Linked DNA regions of Hordeum vulgare: region 1 is linked to region 2. The links are chromatin contacts, called in public Hi-C maps. All regions are on one chromosome and are shown on one strand. The core of a region is the stretch at or near the end of the contact, and the rest is flanking DNA. Distances in the headings are between cores, read along the strand shown. Region 1 holds the start of LOC123447975 (integrator complex subunit 3 homolog). Region 2 holds the start of LOC123447973 (calcium-dependent protein kinase 24).

Region 1 (4,371 bases), core at 804-3,303, 170 kb after region 2:
CAGGCAAAGAACTGTCATCCTTCTCCTTATCTTTGTCATCAACTTGAATGCCAAACATTTCGGCCATATCAATGTCAGATATTGGTGTAATGACCAAATCTGTTTTTTCATTCAAATCTACTACATTCCAGTCAACAACAATCTTCCTAGCACCATGGGTTCCCTCCTCTCCATCTACATCAATCCCTGTATCTTCATCTATTACAGACGGTTCAGTCAACAATGCCAACATATTCTTTTGTGAAACCCACACATCATCTTCCAGCTGTGCAACCATCTTTGATGGCACATAACCAACTCTGGAATTAGTTTGCAGATCAATTAGCTCTGCATAAAATGTTACTTGTTTGCATGCCCACCCTTCTTGCTGATCAATTTCAGCAACCATGGATTCTCCATCTTCAATTCTAACATATTCACCATAGTAGTTGTCGAAACGTTGCACAGATACCTCTTGTTCTGGACCCCAAACAATACTCTCCCCAATTCTGTCCACCAAATTGCCCACGGCCTTCTCCTTCATGCTCTCTAATTCCTGGGTATCAACATCTGCAAGTTCGACATCCAACCTGGCGGTGGTATCTCTATAAATGTCTTGGACACTGCCATCACTGAGCTTGGCTTTACAGGGAAAAAAATCCACTATAATTGCGAATGTGGTGGCAGAACCAGAACCTCCCCTGTTTTGTCAATGGCGGGCAGCGGTAGTGTAAGCTACACTCACTACCAAATCGAGTTTGATAACAACTAAAAGAGAAAAGAGGGAGGGGCAGCATTACCGATTTGAAGCACTGTCTCCTCGCTCCATCTAATTCAGCCCCCGCGCTCCTATCCAATCGAGATTCTAAATCGCCAAGAAACAGAGCATGAGACCATAGATCTATCCAAAATTTTGGGGAATGGGACTAGGGTTTCGAAAATACTCACTCGCAATAGCTCTGCCGCTGCCGAGAAAGGCGCTCCACCACCGCGGAGAAGAAACTGCCGCCTCTGCCGGAGAAGATGCACACGACGGTGCCGCTCGCCCAGTCCTGCACGGTCAAGTCGAGTATGGTCACACAGTCATTGGTCGAGTAGTGGACGGTTGACTCTTGACGACGTGGCCCTAGGTGGACCCCACCAGTCAGAGCACATTCCTAACCAAATCTCAGCCTAACTAACATCCAGTTAGCCCCGTAAACGGGTTGTGTTGCTTGAGCTATTTCTGTGGTGGGAGATGTCGCATGAGAGCCATTACAACCAACGACGTCGCATGAGAGATAATTCAACTCAACGACGTCGCATGGGAGCTATTCGCCCCGAGCATCCCGACGCGGTCCTCTGGGGTGGCGCCTGGGATCCGCTGCAGCTGGACGTGCTGGTGGTGCAGGAGACGGTCGCGCTGGCCTCGGATGCTCTTCGCGGTGAACATGGCATGCATCAGGATTACCCGTAGATCCTCCTCCCTCACCCATATCGCCATGGCCGCTGCCGCCGCATCGCCTCTCCCCCCCCTTTTTTTTCCTTTTTCTTTCGAGGGTACCGTGTTTTCTTTTTCTTGGAGCAAATTTTGCCTCTCCCTTATAACTTATAAGAGCTGGAGCCCAGCCCACTAACAAATTTGTGTCCTGGAGCCCAGCCCACTAAGAAATTTGGGACCGTTCATGCGTGTATTGTATAGGAACCTAATGAAGAAAGGGATCCATCCTAAAAAAAAACCTCTTTTCACCCTCGGGCCTCCCGCAATGACGCCGCCGCCACCACGGCTGCTCGCCGGCGGCGACCACAGTCCACCCCCCACGTCGACCTCCTCCCCGGAGCATCCTCTCTTCTCGGCGCACCTCCTCCTCCCGGACCCATCCCCCTCCGATCTCTCCTCCCCGCACCTCCCCCACGCTCTAGCCTTCTCCTTCCTCACCCACCCGCCCCCTCTCCCGCGCCGCCTCCTCCTCCTCCTCCACGCCGCTGGGGGCCGCTTCCCCGCCTTCTACCACTCATTTGCCTCTGCCCTCCTCTTGCTCCCCTTCCCCCTCCTCCTCCCCCACCCACGCACCCGCCTACTCCTCGCCGCCGCCGAGCTCACCCGCGCGGCCGCGCCGGGGTTCGCGTCCCTACTCCTCTCCCTGCTCCGCCGCGTGCCCTTCCCCGGAGACGCCCGCCTCCTCGACCTCATCCGCGAGCATTCCTCCTTCCTCGCCGCCGAGGAGCCCCAGCTCATCGCCTCCGCCGTCTTTGCGTTCCTCCGCCTCCTCGCCAGGAACCGCCTCGCCCCGTTTCCCAGGAGCGCCGAGTGCAGCAACTGCGACGAGTGCAAGAACGCGAAGAACCTCGAAGAGTGCGTAGATAAGCTGATATCCTTCTGTGTCTCGGTGCTGCGGGATCACTTGCAGGTGTGCACGCTGATCGGGAGGGACCTCGCGCGGTCGCTCCATGAACTGGTGCTCGTGCCGGAGTTCCAGGGACTATGGAAAGACTTGATGCTGGCCCGCACTGTTGATATCTGCCGGTTTGCCACTCCAGGTTGGTGCACCACCTTGTCTATCTCGCCTGAGATGGAGACGCAACTGCTCTTCTTGATGAACAATGTGAAGTGGGGAAGCCAGAAGAGGTACCAGCTGTGGTTTGCGAGGAAGCATTTGATGGTGCCTGGAGGGGAGGAGAGGATACCGGACATTGTCCGCTTCATATGCTGCGGGTACCACCCGACCAATGAGGTTATACAGTCCGGTGTTATTGCTCGCTGGGCTGTCATTGGTTGGTTGCTGACTAGTTGCAGCAAGGGATACATTGTAGCGAATGCCAAGTTGGCGCTCTTCTATGACTGGCTGTTTTTTGATGAGACCAAGGGTAACGTCATGAACATTGAGCCCGCAATGCTTCTGATGTTGAACTCAATATCTCAGTATGTAGATATCACAAACATGCTACTTGAGTTCTTATTTCTTCTGATTGAGCACTATGAGGTGCGGAGGAAGGAGGCCATCGAGCAGTGTGTGAGGTGTGCATTTACAGTGCTGGTGAAAAAAGGAGTGCTCCCATCATTGGAGTTGTTGACATGCTGCGAGAAGCTATCACCATTGCTTAGGCAGAAGCTTGTGGCATTTTTATCTAGTACCAGTCCTGTAGAAGCTGTAGAAGCTTGCTTGAAACCGGTTAGTGAGGTTTCTAAACCAGCAGAATTGAAGAAGAGAGTTTGCTCAATCTAGATGCCACAACCTTCTATTTCCTGAATGAATGAACTGCAGTCAGCACCAATCCACCAATAATTCCACCTTGTGAATGATCTGAGAAGGCATACAGAGAGGGTCTACAAGACCACACCAATTTACAAGCAATTCAGGTGAAGGCATCCTTGAGCAAGAAAAAGGAATTTGGAGTGTGGGCTCATCATCAGCTTGCCCTTGGACCTATAAACCTGGTCCTCACCAATATCCACAGAATATGTCCAATCAAAGGCTACTCTTCGATTCGAACTACACTAGAAGTCAATTCAATTCCGTCCAATTAATGCTGATAACGCCACAGTACATGCAGATCATGAGCAGGAAGCTTTGATTTTTGATTTCTGCTGGTTGATAACTAAAACTCAAGAGTTTCTCAACATATAGTATCTCTGATTGATATGCGGAACACTTATGTTCATCTGAAGCATAGCATGAATTTAACTGAAGGGTAGACCGCTTCTTGTGATTCATTACAATTTAACTTCAAATGTGATGAACTGAAGTGCTGGCAGCAAAGTAACAACTGTCTCACAAACTCATCATCTGCTTGAACTGATGAAAGAAGCCTCATGGCCCTTTTGACAATTCTGAGATAAATACACAATATATGGATTGAATGATGTGATCAGACTTAAGACCTGGTGGCATGTGCAGCACAGACATCATGCAAATCAAGCTTGTGATAGCGAGTGTTTTTATTCAGGCATGCTTATACACCTCATGGGAGAAGTCACATACACCATGGGGAGTCTTTATGGATGTATTTCGAGTTATAGGACATTATCTGATCTAAGTAGGCCAACCTTATGTACTTGTAAACTATTTGTAATTACCGGTTTTTGTTATTCAGTAGTAAAATCCCTTTCATCGTATTTAGTGTCTTGTCCTTTCATTGAGGGCAGTAGGCTCCACATACCAACTCGCTCTCTGATGTTAATGTTTTTGGTGAGTAGACAAAGGTGCCAAATTCCTTTTCTGATTTACGCTTTAAACTTTTATCGAACACCTCGAGTCTGGAAAATATGCATATTTGTATCCTTATTTCTCTGGTTTTCTCCTAGCCATTGTGACACTTCCTAGTTCCTACTAATGCATTCTGATATTGAATACCATATGGCATTTTAATTCAGATATTTTATTAAGGCTTGGGAAAGCTCATTTCTTCCTA
Region 2 (4,214 bases), core at 150-2,649:
GTACGTAGACACACTCTCCCCTCTCATTGATATCCATTTCCTAGATTACATCTTGGCTGTTCGTAGGATTTTTTTGTTTTCCATGCTTCGTTCCCTAACAAGTAATTCACCCAAACTGACTGATTTTCATATAAACAAGAGCACATTCATTACAATTCAAACTTATTTTCATTAAAAAAAGAGCGACCAGACCTAATCCTATCATATGGCCGCATCGGCGACCGCATCCTCCATCTGCTGTCTGCATGAGCGCTAGCGGGTTTCAAGGCACGTGAAGTGAAGGCGTTGTCTTTGGTAAGAAAGAGTAGGACATGGGAGACAGACCGACCTACATGGGTCGCTAGGCCTTGCCGCCTCCCATACCCTACTCATCCTCGAAGGAGCCCACGATCTATCCGTCGCCGGTGCCGGTGAACGTGAGGTCGATGATGGACGTGGACGAGCAATCACTGTCCACGTGCCACATGCGCCTCCCTCGAAAGTTGGATGGTGTCGCGTAAGACGCGTAGCTGGCGGAGTTCTCATCCTCGACCGCCAACGCCGCCAACACCCGCATGTGTGATGTCGCGTCTGCGTCCGACGGCATCGTTGTTTCGTTAATGGGTAGGAACGTGCGCGGACGCGGGTGAAGAGTTTTGGGTGGGTCAGGTTAGTCAAGAGCGGACGTGGTAGAGGCCCGGGCGTCCGCACCCCCCCCCCCCACTTTGTCTCCGCTTTACGCAAAAAGTGTGTTCAGTCCGGTCAACGGATTGATACACGACCGCGTTGGATGATGAACACGTCCGACAGTGCGGTCTAGGTGGTTACGCGTGAGGGTGCCTTAATGAACCTATAAGAGTAAAATTCTACCCACTAGGTCATGTTTGGAACCACTCAGATTATGATAATTTATTTTTTATAATCTATACTGTCTCCAAATAGGATAGATTATATATAAATTATAAAACTAGATGGATAGATAAAACGGGATTATGAATTGCTAATGATTCATTATCCTTGTAAAGTTAAGGACAATTACTAATTTCTGCCATCGCCACCCTCCTCCTTTTTTCTTCTCAGCGCGCGCAAGACACACAAGTCATTATGTAACGTGAAAACCTGAATTACATATTATATAATCTAATCTTCAAACATGTCAATCTAGATTATTTTTATAAATCTGATTATATAGTCTATCTTCATAATTCAGATTATCGTAATCTATTCTGGTTTAAACATGGCCTTAGTAGGGAATATCCGATAATGAACATTTTGCGGAGAAAAAAGCCATACTGTGTTTATTTATTGAAGAAGTAAAATAATGGAGGAGGGGTTCTTGGTTCCTTCCTCCCTCCTTCCTGAAAACCCCGTGGAGTCGTGGTACGACCCGACCCGACCTAACAATCCTGCTCGGCATTCTCCTTCCCCCATTCCCCCTCTTCACCAACCCCTTTTACCATTTCCAACCCCAAAAGAAAAACCAAGAGATTACCGTCGTCCTGGTCGTCGTCGTCGTCGTCGTCATCATCCCATCCCCTCCCCCCTACCCCAGAGAACTCGTATAAAAAATGGGCGAGCCACCAAGATCCTGTCCTTTTGTGCGACCCGACTCCTCCAACTTGCAGTAGCTCCACGCAGGATAAAGAGGTTTGTGCCAATCTTTTCCCCCAGTTCTTCCTTTTTTTCCTCATTCTTGGGCGAGGTTGCATCTTCCCCATGTGACACCTGAGAAAGTGAGAGCAAGATTTCTTCGCCCTTTTATTTCTTGCTTCACGCTCTGGCCATAAACCTCCCATAAAGCTCCTTTTTCTCGCCTCACAATCTCGTCGACAGGGTTGGAAAGCCCAAGAATCTGCAGAGCCCCACTCCGAGATCCCGAGCTTTCTGCGTTTTCCTCCGTCGCAATCCGCAGGAATCCCCATCGGAGGTGAGCGAGCTCCCCCTTTTTTGACCGGTTCTTGATCGCATCCCCGGTTTCCTGACCCCTCGACGTTTCTTGATTCAAGGTTTCGCGGCCTCCGTGCCGTTCTTGATCCAGGGCGCGCGCCAAGGACTCGCCAATGCAGCCGGACGCGAGCGGCAACGCTGCCGGCGGCGGCGGCGCGAATCCGAGGCCGAAGCTGCCGCCGCCGGTGGCCGCCGCGCCCGCGCCATCCGGCCGGCCGGCGTCCGTGCTGCCGCACAAGACGGCCAACGTGCGGGACCACTACCGCATCGGGAAGAAGCTGGGGCAGGGGCAGTTCGGCACCACCTACCTGTGCGTGGCCAAGGAGGACGGCGGCGAGTTCGCGTGCAAGTCCATCCCCAAGCGCAAGCTGCTGTGCCGCGAGGACTACGAGGACGTCTGGCGCGAGATCCAGATCATGCACCACCTCTCCGAGCACCCCAACGTCGTCCGCATCCGTGGCGCCTACGAGGACGCGCTCTTCGTGCACATTGTCATGGAGCTCTGCGCGGGCGGTGAGCTCTTCGACCGCATCGTGGCCAAGGGGCACTACACCGAGCGTGCCGCAGCGCAGCTCATCAGGACCATAGTTGGGGTCGTGGAGGCATGCCACTCGCTCGGCGTCATGCACCGGGACCTCAAGCCGGAGAATTTCCTGTTTGCCAGCACTGCCGAGGACGCCCCGCTCAAGACCACCGATTTTGGGCTATCCATGTTCTACAAGCCTGGTATGTACTATGCTTCTATTGATTTACACATGTCTGGTACTTTGTTTTTTCATATGTAGTACTGTGTTGACCAGTTCGAGCTTTGTTGGTATAGCATATGTGATCAGGTTGATTTGAATGGCCATAGTGCTTTCATTCCTTTTGCTAGAGTAAGAATGCTTGCCATGATGTGACATTGCTTTGATAGTGGGAAAAACTGGTACTGGAAGTGGAACAGTGTTGGAGTTCCAGTTGGAAATGATAATCAGTGCGTTGTTGTAGTTTGCAACAAAAGGTGTGCCAGAAACAGGTCCTGGTATTAATGGATACCAAGGGTGGTGTTTGTGCCATTGTGTGGTTTATCTCGTTGGAACCTTGAAGGCTTGCCAAAACTTGTCTTCATAAGATTACCATTTCGTATCCTCCTATGGACGGGGTGACAAGTGTGTTCATATAATGAGTCAAGTCTGGTTTGAATCTCTGAAGCAAGTTTAGACTAGTTACATGTTGTAAAATGTGTAGTATCAATTACTAGCGATATCATCAATCTAGTTGTTATTCCAGTGTGCTGTTTTGATTTGTTATTTTCATCTGGCGCTTCAAATGCTACGCTGTATATTTTGAGCCTTATGTTTTGCTAAAAAATTCTCTTCATGTCAGACTAGATTTGTTGAAATATCTTCTTCCATTTTCCCAGGTGACAAATTCTCTGATGTTGTTGGGAGCCCCTACTATGTTGCACCTGAAGTGCTTCAGAAATGCTATGGTCCAGAAGCTGATGTCTGGAGTGCTGGGGTGATTCTGTACATTTTGCTATGTGGTGTCCCCCCTTTCTGGGCAGGTAAACTAGTTACAGTTAAACCATCAAAATTGGTAGGCCTCCATATCCTCGTGTTCCCTGATGCATGTTATCTTCTCAGAAACTGAAGCAGGAATCTTCAGACAGATCCTTCGAGGCAAACTTGATTTTGAGTCTGAGCCCTGGCCTAGTATCTCTGACAGCGCTAAAGATCTAGTCCGTACTATGCTTTGCAGGGATCCTACAAAGCGGCTCTCTGCTCATGAGGTTCTCTGTAAGTGGACCTCCTCCTTATCACTCACGCAAGTGGTAGATTTGGTGCATTAGACAGGATATATTTTGATTTTTTGCTTCTCATACTGTCATTGCCTTTGATGCCTGTCAGGTCACCCATGGATTGTTGATGATGCTGTGGCGCCTGATAAGCCTATTGATTCTGCTGTTTTATCAAGGCTGAAGCATTTTTCTGCAATGAACAAGCTCAAGAAGATGGCATTGAGGGTATGAATCTTTAATTGTCCATTCGTAAATGCACTTGCTTCTTTTTGAGCGGAAAACTGTAGGGAGATCCTAACAGTAAAGTTTTATTAAACAAGAGAAACATGTACATGAATGTGCTAGTAAATGCACTAGCTAATTCTCCAGATGTAGTCGTACCCATGTGGTTAATTGCTAAGTTAATACCTCCAAATTTAATGCTTCATTCCATTACTGTTAACAATAGTGTTGCCAACTTGCCATACTTGCATCATATACCAAAGCCAACCCATTATGCATGCCTCTT

The links. A called contact is a pair of places that touch in the nucleus more often than the background predicts.
Region 1: a Hi-C map of leaf shows a contact between it and region 2, with 3 times the contacts expected there. The contact joins the promoter of LOC123447975 here to the promoter of LOC123447973 in region 2. A contact is called at or near these places in 2 of 6 Hi-C or Micro-C datasets (leaf and seedling) and 1 of 1 datasets of contacts at active chromatin or transcription factors (embryo).

What each region holds. Positions count from the first base shown.
Region 1 is chr4H:90,091,961-90,096,331 of MorexV3_pseudomolecules_assembly, forward strand. It overlaps LOC123447975 (integrator complex subunit 3 homolog), which reads left to right and starts at 2,054. Exons shown (of 1, transcript XM_045124727.1): 1 at 2,054-4,244. The coding sequence starts at 2,457. The coding sequence ends at 3,185.
Region 2 is chr4H:89,926,982-89,931,195 of MorexV3_pseudomolecules_assembly, forward strand. It overlaps LOC123447973 (calcium-dependent protein kinase 24), which reads left to right and starts at 1,400. Exons shown (of 9, transcript XM_045124725.1): 1 at 1,400-1,626; 2 at 1,813-1,906; 3 at 1,986-2,652; 4 at 3,329-3,472; 5 at 3,552-3,704; 6 at 3,816-3,931. The coding sequence starts at 2,040.